Regions from separate parts of the Mus musculus genome. Here region 1 is linked to region 2. A link is a contact called in public Micro-C data. All regions are on one chromosome and are shown on one strand. The core of a region is the stretch at or near the end of the contact, and the rest is flanking DNA. Distances in the headings are between cores, read along the strand shown. Region 1 has its middle 13 kb from the start of 4930434B07Rik. Region 2 overlaps Iqca (IQ motif containing with AAA domain).

Region 1 (5,994 bases), core at 93-2,592, 110 kb after region 2:
CAAGCCCCTGTCTCCTGAAGGTTGAGCTGCGTCTGTGGCATTTCCCTAGCATCTTATGGGCTCAAGCTTGCCTGGGCCATGGAGGAGTATAAATACCAAAGGAAAACCTACTGGGGATGTGCCTGCTTCAACATCTCGGTTTCTTGTATAGCGAATCCTTCTCATGCCAAAGACATCTCTTTGGAGTCATCTTGACTGTCTCAGAGAGACAGCTGTTTAGAAAACAGCTGGAGAGATGGTTCAGTGGTTAAGGACACACACTGCTGCTCTTGCAAAGGACCGAGTTCAGTTGCCAGTGCACACAACAGCTCATAAAAGCCCGTAGCTCCCATCCCCAGGGATCACATGCCTCACCAGCACCGCCCTGACATGCACATACCCACACACAGACACATGGGCATACGTGTAATTAAAAACATAAAAATAACTCTTACAGAATAAAAGCTCAGTAAAACTGAGTTCACGAAGAGATAGCAGTCTGGGTTGCCGTTGGGGGTTCTCTGCTCCGTTGCCTGTGTTCAGAATTTGAAAGGTTTTGCCCGTGTGCTTATGTCGGATGATCGGTCTATGATTTTAACAACTGTGTCCTGTCAAAGTTATCATGGTTATGTTGGCTTTGTAAGTTGGGATGCGTGCGTTCCTTTCTTATATTTTCTGAAAATTTACGTTAAGGCTGTGTCTTTATGTTTGATAGAAACCAGCTGGGTCTGGAATTTTCTTTGCAGCAGGTTTTCAATGAAGAAATGTCAATATGGCTAATAGCACAGCTTGGCCCAAGCTTCCTGTTTCTTACCGGCCTGTTTCAGTAGGCTGTGTTTTGCATCCAACAATTCGATCATTTCATGTAAGTTGTGGGATTTCTTTTATTCAGTTGCTCGGAATACATGACACTGTCGCTTTAGTATTTATAGGCTCTGTGGTGACTGCAAACCATCTCTCTAATATCAGAGAGGTTTGGTGACTTCACACCATCTCTCTAATATCAGCGGGGTGTTAATAACTCCATGTTATCTCATTAGTACCTGTAGTGTCTGCAGTCACCACATCCCCTCCACCATCTTTACTGTGCCTGCCAGATAGCCAGTGCTTGGCTTTTCTCTTTGTCTTTGTTCTGTTCAGTAATTTTGGAGGCTGCCTTTGGCTGATTCATTTTCTTATTTATTTCTTGCTTTAGCCATCCGCTGTGGCATAACAGATGAGTACCCCTGTTTCAGTGTAACTTAAACAGCACGTTACACATACCGACCCTGAGTTCTGTGGTCAGGAATGGGCACAGCTCAGGTATCCCTGCCTGAAGATTGCTCACAGGCTGAGGAGTGGAGGGGTTGGCACAAAGGCATCATCCAACCGCCTGACTTGGGGGTGGGGGCACCCTTCAGGCTGATTCACAGAGCTGTCAGCAGGGTGGGGATCCTGTCCCCTCAGCTGTTGGCTTGAAGAATCTAGAGTTCTTTGTTGGCACTGGCTGGAAGAGGCTCCCTTTGTTCCAGTCCATGGTCGGGGTGAGGGACTTGCCACAGGCTGGCTGCAGCATGGTGACTAACTCTGCGGAGAGTGAGCAAGCAGGATGGAGCTGGGAGAAACAGTAGGGGGAGGGGAAAGCCAGAGACACCTGGCCATCTTGTCTCCCAGAAGCCAGGAAGTCAGAAGCCAAGGCTCTTCTCAACTGCTTTACTCTGCTTTCAAGCTCTGTACTCTAGTACCCACCCCACCCCACCCCACCCCACCCCCACTCTCCCCAAAATAACAGGGTCAGAGATTCGATTCATTCTATGATTTCTGTGATAGAGGATAGAGTTCAATAGCCTCTGAGGAATGGGGCAGAGTTATTAGTATTTAGTATTGACTATTAATCTTTTGATTAGTAATTCCCTTAGTCGTTTAGGTTCTTTCTCATCGATGGGCTGTATCTTTGCACAAAATTCCTGACTGATGCTCGCTGCCTCTGAACTGCATTTTAGCTTCTGTTCTCGTCATGTCTTGGCCATGTCTAGGTGCAATGATATCAACAGCATGGCAGCAGGGGCTGCTTAATGATTAAGGCAGGCCCTTCCCACCTGAAGCTCTGATGGCTTTTCCATGCCTGTAGCTGATGGAGTTCAGGCAGTTGTTGTACAAAGGGACTGGGTCACGAAACACTGCACTGTAGTCAGGACTTAACCAGGGGCACTCAAAACCAAGTACACTTACATTGCTTATTTGTTTGTGCGTGTTTATGTGTGTCTCTGCATGTGAGTATGTCTGTGGGCACACTCATGCCTCAATGTGCACGTGGAGGTCAGAGGACAACTAGCAGGGGTCGACTCTGTGGGTTCCCTGGGTTGAACTTTGGTTATCAGAGTTGGCCACAAGCACCTTTCAGCAGCTCAGCCATCTTGCCTGTCCTCCACCTTGTATTCTGAAGCCAGGTCTTTTGCTGATTCCATAACTCACCATTATAGCTAGGCAGGCTGGCCAGCATAGTCCAGGGATTCTTCTCTTTCTGCCTTGCTAGCCTTGGGGTGCACACAACACCATGCCTAGATTTTCTGAAATTTGAACTAAGGTCTCCATGCGTTCAGCACTTTAGCCATTGACCCACTTGCTCAGCCCTTAATTCACGTTAAGTTTTAAACCTTTCCTCCCCTTTTTATTCTTACTCACCACCAATTCACCTTCCAGTCTGGAGCTGCAAATTAGTCTAGGCACCGGTGTGCCTGAGGCTTCCTTTGGGAACCGAGACTATCACTCCTGTTCCTTGAAATGAACAAGGGGGAAGTGAGGGAACTTTTAGACCAGAAGACAGGAGGACAGGTGTATAGGACCATCTACTGTATATATAGCTATATATACAGTTATACACACAGTATATATATGTATATATACATACATATGTATGTATATACAATATGCATTATATATCACATATCACACATGAAAATCATATATCATATGTTATTATATACATTACCATCTCCACATTCCTATGCAGTGTTTAGTCATTCACACCTTCTGGCTCTCAGAGAGACTGTGATGACCTCAAAGATTCCAGAACAAGAGTCTGGTTGGGTCTGTACACACTCTCTGCTATGGCCTCTTGGGGCTGAACTTGAGCGCCATCCAGGCCATGTTCCTTCCCTGAGCTCTGGATCTCTTTGTGAGCACGCTTTGGTGATTGATAGGGTCATCTATGGGCTCCTCATGCTGACGTTGACTTTCTAGTCATTCACCCTTACCCAGCATGCCACTTTACTCTAAAGCTGCTTGAGCCCTCTGCCTTCAGCTCGAGTTTCCTCCAAGGAATGATCGTCCCATCTCCTAGCCTTGACCAGAGGCAAGCCCAATTTGGGGTATGACATATCTTCTGATAGGAACAACTAGGGTAAGGACCCATTAGCACACCAAAGCCTGCTAGCCTAGCCCTCTGAGAACTGGTGAAAGGCTGCAGCTCAGAGCATAATCTAAATATCTGTGGTGGGCCAGCATCCATCTTGTGGGTGAGGGAATTATTATCGGTATGCTGACCTGGTATGAATTTGTACGGAGCTAAGAGACGTTATTGATGGTGCTTCTCATTCCTCAGGCTCCGAGAGCCACACCTGCTCCTGGCATGTAAACCCAGCAGGCCTGTGTTCAATAACTGCCGTTAGACCCTGAACTCCCCCTGTGCAGGGCTTTGGACACTGCACTTAAGACTGACCTGGCATCACGAATTCCAGCAACACAGAGCTGGGGATGTCAAGCTGTTTATCACACCAGAGCTGGTTCTTATCTTCTTGATGAAAGATTAACCGAGACAAGCCCCAGAGCTCCCTGTGGACCTGTCCCCACCCCAAAGCCTTCTGCCTAGAGAATGGAATTCCAGCTCCATTTCTCCCTGACCTAGCTGAGACCTGGTACCTCAATGAGGGTCATGGCTGAGCTCTACCCACGTTGCAACTTTCACTGGGAAACCGGTCTCAGATTCTACATCCCTCACCTCTCGGTGACCTTCAAAGGCTATAGACATCCCCATTCTGCAGGGATGTTTCTTCCTGGCCTGGGTTCCTCATCAGCTAAGTTCTAGCACAGTTGTTTATGGTTTTAGGTTGTAAACATCAGGGGAAAACCAGCTTGAGTTGACTAGCTGTTTACTGGCTGGCAGTCCCTCCAAGTGGGGGCTGATGAATCCTTTGAACTGGGTGCAGGGCTTGCTGTCTTCTCTTTGTTGGCATCACACTCTCAGTAAAGAATTTATAGCATCCGTCTTGAATCTCTCTAGCCTGTCTCTAGTCAGCCACCTCCACTCCCAAGTCCTATAGTGTAAGACTAATTACAGAGCCTATAGGTGCTATGATACCTGGATGACACTTTTTGTTTGTAGTATTGGGGATTGACTCTAGGGCCTGGTACATGCAAGGTGATTGCTGTACCATGAAGTTTTATTTCCAGCCCTTAACACATTTTTTTAAAGAAAAAAATTGAGACAGGGTCTCAAAAATTTGCCCAGGATGTATTTGAACTTAGTCTGTGGTTTGGTCTGGCCTAGGACTTGTTTGTGATCTTTCTGTCTCAGCCTCTGAGGTCTCTGGGTTTATTGTCCTGGACCATCATAGTAGGCTGAAAGACTTCATTTTCCTTATGGATAGGGAGATAGAGGGTGTAAGAGCTTCCCCCCCACTAACCCAGACAGCAGGAGAAAAGGCATGGATTTTCTCATGGAGAACCCAGCTTCTTAAACTATGGCCCCTTATGTGGGGGTTGCAGAACATTTGGCAACAGGAAAAGATTTCTGCACATACAACCATGAAAAATTAATTCAGATTCAAACGTTGATGAATCTGAGGAGTTCTGGCAGAACACACCTGTACTGAATCACACAGGTTGCACTTAGGGGACCCTTGGGACACATGACCCCAGCAAGCACAGAAACGCCTGGAGTCAGACCTGAGAGACCGTGGCACATCACGAACTGCAGGAGTTTTACTGTGCACACAGAGTCTCCTGCTCTTGCAGAAGCCATGCCATGGCTTCACTATGGAAAGCAAAGGTCTCTACTATTATCCTACCATCCTTCCTCAGCATATGCCAATCAGGCTGATTTATTGTTGGGCCGGATAGTGTTAGAATGTGTAATTCTAAAAGCAGTTGTTTGAGTTGTTGACTTGAGTTTCATTTTAAAAAAATCTTTAAATAAAGTTTGGCTTGGAATAGGGATGGAATTCTCAGCAATTTCTGAAGTAGGCCTAAACATATTTCTGCCAATTTATACCATGTACTTATACGAAAGAATTTTCTCCATTAATTAATTAATTAATTAATTTTACTTTACATCCTGATTGGAGCTTCCCTGTCTTCCCAGCCTCTCCCTTCCACTTCCCTCCCCCTACACCCCTCCCTTTCTCATAAGAGAAGAGGGCACCTCCCATAGATATCAACCTGCCTTGGCAACCTGCCTTGTAGAGGACTGGGCATCTTCTTCCACTGAGGCTAGACAAGGCTGTCCAGTTAGAGGAAAGGGATCCAAAGACGGGCAGCAGAGTCAGAGACAGCCCCTGCTCCTGCTGTTAGAGGTCCCACATGAGGACCAAACAGTTTTCTTAGCATCAGTGGCTAGAAATCCCCAGTCAGGGCTGAGGATGCTCTGCCTTTGAGCCAATCAGCGGTGAGCAAATAAGTATTTCTCTTTTCCAGGTGTTTATGTCAGGCATTCTATCACAGTGACTAAGAGCTAACACAAGAGCTAAAATATATCACTACAGACCAAGGTCAGGACTCCAGAAGATCTGGGACAAGAAGCAGGTGGCTGCTGCGGACCTCACTCTCTGCAGCTGTGAGCCTCAAACTTGGTTTGATAATGGGCCTGTGGGTGGCTCTCCTCCACGCTAGACCTCAAATCATAAGCCCCGGACCTGTCCACCCATTGCTCAGCGTAAGTAGTAGGCACAGGCTAGACAAAAATATAATTTGTGTCCTGTCACAGATTGCTAAAGAAACATGTGAGGTTGTAAGAAAGGAAAAAGTCACATGCTAAGT
Region 2 (6,304 bases), core at 2,989-5,488:
TTCATCACTGGCCCCTGTTCTGCACAGTCTCTTCATTTCTCCTCACTCTTCATAGTCTCCTCACTTTCTCTCATTTCTGCCCAGCCTTCTCCACTGTCCCTGTTCTTCTTTCCTGTTATGTCACCTGTAACACCTACCAACCCACCTCCCCTCTGTTGTTCTTTCTGGTCTGGCTGGCTGTGAAGAACCACTGTGGGCCTACATGACAGGCAAGCCCCAGTGGACAGAGACCTCCCAGGTCCTAGTGTCTCCCTTGCTGTGTCTGTAGCGTGGATTTTATGAAGCCAGGATCACACTCTCTGCAGATTGAGTAACTAACAACCTTGGCCCCTGAAGTGTTCACATTCGTCTAAGCCAGTGGGCCTCAGCCTTCCTAATGTTGTGACCCTTTAATACAGTTCCTCTAACCATAATATTATTTCATAGCTACTTTATAACTGTGATTTTACTATTGTTACGAATCATGATGTAAATATCAGATATGCGACTCCCCAAAGGGGTGGCGAACCATAGGTTACGAAACACTGTTCTAAGCCTCATGGAAACCCTCATGAAACTTGCCATATCTGGAAGCATAGTCAGGTCTGGGAACCAAAATGATCTTTTGGTACACTCTGCAGAAGGGCTGGAGCTCCGCGTCGAAAGGTCGGTGTGTGGTCCCCACAATCAGGATCCTGTCATCCGGTTTCAGGAGCTTCAGGAGTTTGGGGAGGTATCTTTTTAGGCGTTTCGGTTCAAACTGGGAAAGGGAGACAGGGGAAAGATTAGGCCACAGGGAGAAGAAAACTGAGAACGGAGAACATGAAGGGACATGTGCGGTGGCATGTGCTCGGGGAGGCCATTCGAGATTCTGTTCGAAGCTTTTCAAAGTGTGACCCTGGATGAACCTTGGAAAGCACCTCCTATTTGACTGATTTTTTTCTTGTGGCATTATCTGGCCTTTGGCCTCTGGCATTCAGACTTGGGATCAAGAAGGAAGGAAAGGAATCATCTGCTGGGGGACCCAAGACCTTGACTCTCAGTGGCCACCCCACAAGGCTGATTTCTTAGAGGAAGGAGCCCACTTTGCTCTGAGCTGTCTAGAAGATGGACTCAAGGTTTCCTTTGCTGTTCAAGGCACCACGAGGACCCAAGGTCCTGAATCTCATGTCACCAAGGGCTCTGCCACTGCGTCAGCACCTCAATGGCAGCTCCAGGCTGTAGTATTTCAGTGCCATCACACCGTGATGGTTTGTACATGTTCAGCCCAGGGAGTGGCACTATTAGAAGGTGTGGCTCTGTTGGAGTAGATGTGGCCTTGTTGGAATAGGTGTGGCTTTGTTGGAGTAGGTGTGTCACTGTGGGTGTGGGCTTTAAGACCCTCATCCTAGCTGCCTGGAAGTCAGTATTCTGCTAGCAGCTTTCAGATGAAGATGTAGAACTCTCAACTCTGTCTGCACCATGGCTGCCTGGATGCTGCCATGCTCCTGCCTTGATGATAATGGACTGAACCTCTGAATCTATAAGCCAGCTCCAATTAAATGTTATACTTATAAGAGTTGCCCTGGTCATGGTGTCTGTTCATAGCAGTAAAACCCCAAGACACACACCAAGAGGGAGAAGCTGGAGTGTGGATGAGTTCTGCTTGGGACCCCAGGGAGAATCAGAGCCCGCCCTGGAGTTAAGTCTCACTGTATGGCTAGATGAGGAGGAAGCACTGGAAGGGAACTTAGGCAGAGATGCTCACGCCCAGCCCAGGCTTGATCACCAGGGCTCCTGTTAACTAGTGACTAAGGGTATTCTGCATCTTGTGAACTTAGTGGTCAGTTGGTGTCTCCTTTGGGAAGATGTAGAATTTAGCTTGTTAGAAATTGGGGGCTTCATTATTTTGTCTGGGTTTCTTGAATTTCCACCCAAATTAGCTTTACATGTGTGTGAACGAGTCAACCGCCATGCTCTCGAGGGTTGCACTACACTGCTAGGTGGCTCTTGGGGAGATGCTGTCTGTGATGGTTAGCTTGTCAACACAAGCTAGGGCCATCTGGGAAGAGGGGACCTCAGAAGAGAAACTGCCTCCATCAGATTGGCCTGTGAACACATCTGTGAGGCATCTTTTTGATGAATGATTGATGTGAGAGGTCCTAGATGCCTGTGGGCGGTGCCACCCCTGGGCAGGTGATCTGAGTTAAGAAAGCAGGATTGAGAAAGCAGTGAGGACCATACCAGAGAGTAGCGTTCCTCCATGGTCTCTGCTTCAGTTCCTGACCCTGGGTCCTGCTTGAGCTCCTGCCCTGGCTTCCCTTAATGTAATAAACCTTTTCCTTCATTAAGTTGGCTTTGGTCAGTGTTTTATCACAGCTAGCAACCTAACTGGCTCCATCTTAGCAACATTCAATCTTCAACCCACGGTACCGAATGTCTTCCGGTCTGTCTAGGTCTCTCAATGGTTTTATAGTTTTCAGAGGGCTCTTGTGCTACTTCTGTGCCGTGGTGCATTTCAAAAGCATTTTCTATGGAGTGGAGACAGAATGGTGCCGGGTTGAGAGGAGATGGAGAGGGTAGACAAGGCCTTTAAGGAGCGAAGTAGAACAAACAAGTCTTACAGGGGTGGGTAGGATGTGAGGGGTGCACGTGTGAGCTCCCCAAAGACTGGTGGAGAAATGATTGGCCGGAGGGTTCTGGAAGGCTGGAAACAGGGACACACCTGCATGGCTGAGCCCTTTCACCTTTAGTAGCCCAGTTGCTATGGTGATGGCGGCGCCCACCTTCCCCTTTCTGAGGCGAGATATTGCTACTTGCTTGTCCTGAAATGGTAGGGAGATCTGAAATTAAGTAGCCTATTTGGATGACAAATGTTGATCCTGAATGGCCTCCACAGTGACACCGTCACCCTGACGACGTGTGCATTCTCTTGAGTGGGGAGAGCAGGGGTGTGTTCATCCAGTCCACAGCTCCCCCGTGCTCAGGCCAGTTCGGTTCCATTTCAGAGCTGTTCATTCAGCACGGCCCGCTCATCAATCATGCCGGGAAACAGCTCCTGATTAGCTGGCTACCTCCACATCCGCCACCCCCCACGGCTGGCCTGCCAGTCTCTCACGACTGTATTACCGTGTGCAATTTCAAATTAGTGGCTAGCATCCACACAGCAATTTCAATTTGCTTTTCTGCAGTTAGCTCCACAAAATGAGCATCGCAGCCAGCGCCAACAAAGCAAGCAGTTCCCCGGTGGAGACCTATTGTGGCAGCAGGGAAGGCTGGGGCCAGATGAAGTAACAAAGGGTAATGGGGCAGTAAATGCAGGAGCAGGCGCCCTTGTCTCAGTCTGTACCTTCGTCTCTGACGTGACTGACCGTTTGCTTACAGTAACATCAGGAGGCAGGCACCAGCAAGGGTCTGCCGGGGCAGAGCTGGGCTCTTCAAAGCAGGATGGTTGGACCCCTTATCCCCTCCCCACAAGACTGGGCTTTTCTGAAAATTCTGAGATGGAGGAACATGAGTGAGCAGCAGGAGAAAGAGAAAAAGGAGGAGGAGGAGGAAGAGGGACAGGAAGAGGAGGAGGAATTCCAGAGCTTTTCATCTTTGGCTCCTAAGACAAGAGGTCTTCAAAGGCAGGACCGGGGAGAAATCTAGCATGGTCCCAGGGGTGCTATGGGAGACAGGGAAGGACTGATGGCTGGACATGAAGCAGAAGGAAATGTCTCTGCATTAAGGCTCTTCCGCGTGTGTGATTTGTGGTCTTCAAAAGCAGGGGATCCCCCTGACGGCCAAGGATCTTCTAGCTGGTGTGAACAGAACAAACATTTAATTTGTCCACAGTGGGGCTGTGCCTCTAGAACCTTCCATATCCTACAGAACAGACCCAGCCATGGATGGCAGTTGTGGGGTCATGGAGGCAAGACGGAGGGTGGGTGTGGGGCCTAGAGAGGTGGTTCATCTGTACCACAGACATCTCCATCTCTGCCAGCTTCCTGCCTTCCCTATGTGAGCTGTCTCAATCTTCCTGCCCATTCGCCTCTGGATCTTTCATTAATCACACCCCTCAGATTTTTTTTTTCTTTTTCTTTTTTGCGGACTTGGGTTGCTATAAAGCTAAGGGCTCTTGGGAAAGGAAGCCAGACAAATTTCCTGAACTCAGAGGTTCTTTGGGCTGGTGACTAAGTAGAGACTAAGAGAGATCAAGTTACTTGACGGCAGACACACAGCCAGCTAAGGAGAATGGCCTCCTGAGTTTCACATTCCCAGGCTGGAGTCCCGTAGGAGAGTGAATCACTACGTCTATGAGCAATCCACATTATGATGACACCATGTATGCGAACCCTGGCTAAGTCAGACTGGGACTTCTTTTTCTTTCCTCCCTCAATGTCTCAACATGGTCAGCAGAGGGCGCTAACCACTGGCTTCCCAGATGTAACAAATATGTAACAAATGAGTCTTCCTAAGAGGTTTTAAAATGACAGGGCAATCAGGGCTCATTTGGAGAAGCAAAGATTGAGCTTTTGGGCTTTACCCAAATCACCTCTACCTGCTGAAAGTGATGTATAATACATAAGTGATTAAAATCCTTACAGATTTAATCAGAAATTCACAGCTAACCACTATTTGCTTTGGTACAAATTGGTGTGGAATAACAAGCCCGTGTATCTTTTTTTTTTTTTTTTCTTTTTAACTTGTGGGAAATTTTCTGGTGATTTGTGGGGGGAAGTGTGGGGGAGGGGGGCATTGAAAGGAGAGAAAAGAAGGAAGGAAGCAATTGAGACGGAGCTCCCCAGAGGCCCTGGATGCAGGGCACTTAGCTGTGCTGTTGATGGCCTTTGTTCGAGAATTTCGAGCCCTTTGCTATTTATTATTATGAACAATAGGAAATGGTAATAATAACTGTGTGTGCCTCTGGTTGTAACTGAGCAAAGTTCTCTGAATTGTTTCTTCTGAATCATGTTTGGACTGAAAAACTTCCCTCCTTCGCTTTATTTTTTTTTTTCCTCCCAAATTATGCCTCATAAAAACCGAGGCGCTGGCTTCTTTCAAACCCTGACAGGCACTTATGGCAGAGAGAGCCTTCTGTGGAAGGACTTAAAGCCCCCAGAGTCTCCTTGGAAATCTAAGACATTCTTGAAACGTGGAGCTGTCCCCCTGTGAGGGGAAACATCAGAGAATGAAGACTGGGTGCCAGGGAAGACTCACCCGTTTCTCTGCCTGCGGGACTTTTTTGTAGAAGGTTTTTTCTGTGTCTTGGATCCACACCACGGAAGGCTGAAGCTGGCGAGCCACCTGTGGAGGACAAGAGCCAGCCTAGGGGTGAATGTGTTTCTTCCTGAGGGACACTTGTCCTCTTTCCCTGAAGCCTGACTGGGGGACATCCCTGGCACACCTTGAGGAAGGCAGACCCTTGATGTCACCCAGAAGTGAGCTTGTTCACCTGCCTCATGGAGGCTAGCATCCATGGGTTTTGCATCTCAGTACCTGCCTAGGAGGTGGGGCCATAGGGTGGGACAGGCCTCCACCACTGCAGGCCCGTCTTAGTGGACATATTCCTGTATCAGAGCCCAGAGCCCCTGCCTGGTTTGGTTTGTCATAAGTCACTGGTTCTCGGCTGAAAATGAATGGGAACAGGACCATGTGCTCTAAACACAGGCTACTCACATTCCCAGGTTCATTCAAGTTTGCTTGCTATGAGAAGACGGTTTCATCACAGGCTCCCGTGATGTTATTTGTGCGTCTCTGTTCACTTGTGCCTTTGTGACTGCGGCTCCCCTGCAGGACAGTGGCTCTGGGCCTTTCTAGAGTGAGCAGGGATTCATGCCAGAGTTAGGACTGGACTTAACCAAGGCATGTGAATAAATTGCCACAGGCCTAACAATCTCTTCAAAGCACCCGCCTAGTAGTGGAGTTGAGGTATTTTTTGCAACAATTTGCGCTTTGTGTGCAACTGTGGCAGGTAATAGCAGCTGCAGCATCTAGCCAGTGTTAGGAACTCTTATTTATACATTTCTTGAAACATTGTTGAGACAACATTATTTACGCACTGACTGGCAGAAAAGTCACCAGGGGCGGATGGCCAAGTCTGTTTCCCTGGCATTATGTGCCAAGTGAGAAAACAGATTATGTGTCTTCAGAAACAAAGTAATGTTGACTGAACGCAATCCAACACCTACATCACATGCATCCATTTTCCCCAACACATGAGGACACTCAGCAAACTTTAGGAGCCCACACAGTTGGGGAACTATTATATTAGGCTTTTAGACCTTGGGTCATAGAGTTTGAGAATTCAAGTCTTATTCTTAAACCCCAGGCCTCAGATGGTGTGGGCTGTAACTGAGGGTGG

The links. Hi-C and Micro-C count contacts between places; a contact is called where the count stands out from the background.
Region 1: a Micro-C map of muscle stem cells shows a contact between it and region 2, with 5 times the contacts expected there. The contact joins two enhancer-like sites. A contact is called at or near these places in 5 of 39 promoter capture datasets (the 3T3-L1 cell line, embryonic stem cells, hippocampal neurons and 2 more), 1 of 15 datasets of contacts at CTCF or cohesin (embryonic stem cells), 34 of 484 Hi-C or Micro-C datasets (Sertoli cells, cardiomyocytes, cerebral cortex and 11 more), 2 of 115 datasets of contacts at active chromatin or transcription factors (embryonic stem cells and epiblast stem cells) and 2 of 9 other capture datasets (adipose tissue and embryonic stem cells).

What each region holds. Positions count from the first base shown.
Region 1 is chr1:90,163,074-90,169,067 of GRCm38.p6, forward strand. No RefSeq gene overlaps it. Among named protein-coding and RNA genes, the nearest start is that of 4930434B07Rik, 13 kb to the left of the region's middle. Within about 2 kb of position 1,343, at least 40 of the 459 cell types and tissues checked have an H3K27ac peak or open chromatin away from gene starts, as enhancers often do. A contact at or near this core is called in muscle stem cells and myocytes, where this site is marked.
Region 2 is chr1:90,047,228-90,053,531 of GRCm38.p6, forward strand. It overlaps Iqca (IQ motif containing with AAA domain), which reads right to left. Exons shown (of 19, transcript NM_001368722.1): 16 at 5,161-5,247; 17 at 562-739. Among named protein-coding and RNA genes, the nearest start is that of Asb18, 36 kb to the left of the region's middle. Within about 2 kb of position 4,239, at least 72 of the 459 cell types and tissues checked have an H3K27ac peak or open chromatin away from gene starts, as enhancers often do. A contact at or near this core is called in muscle stem cells and myocytes, where this site is marked.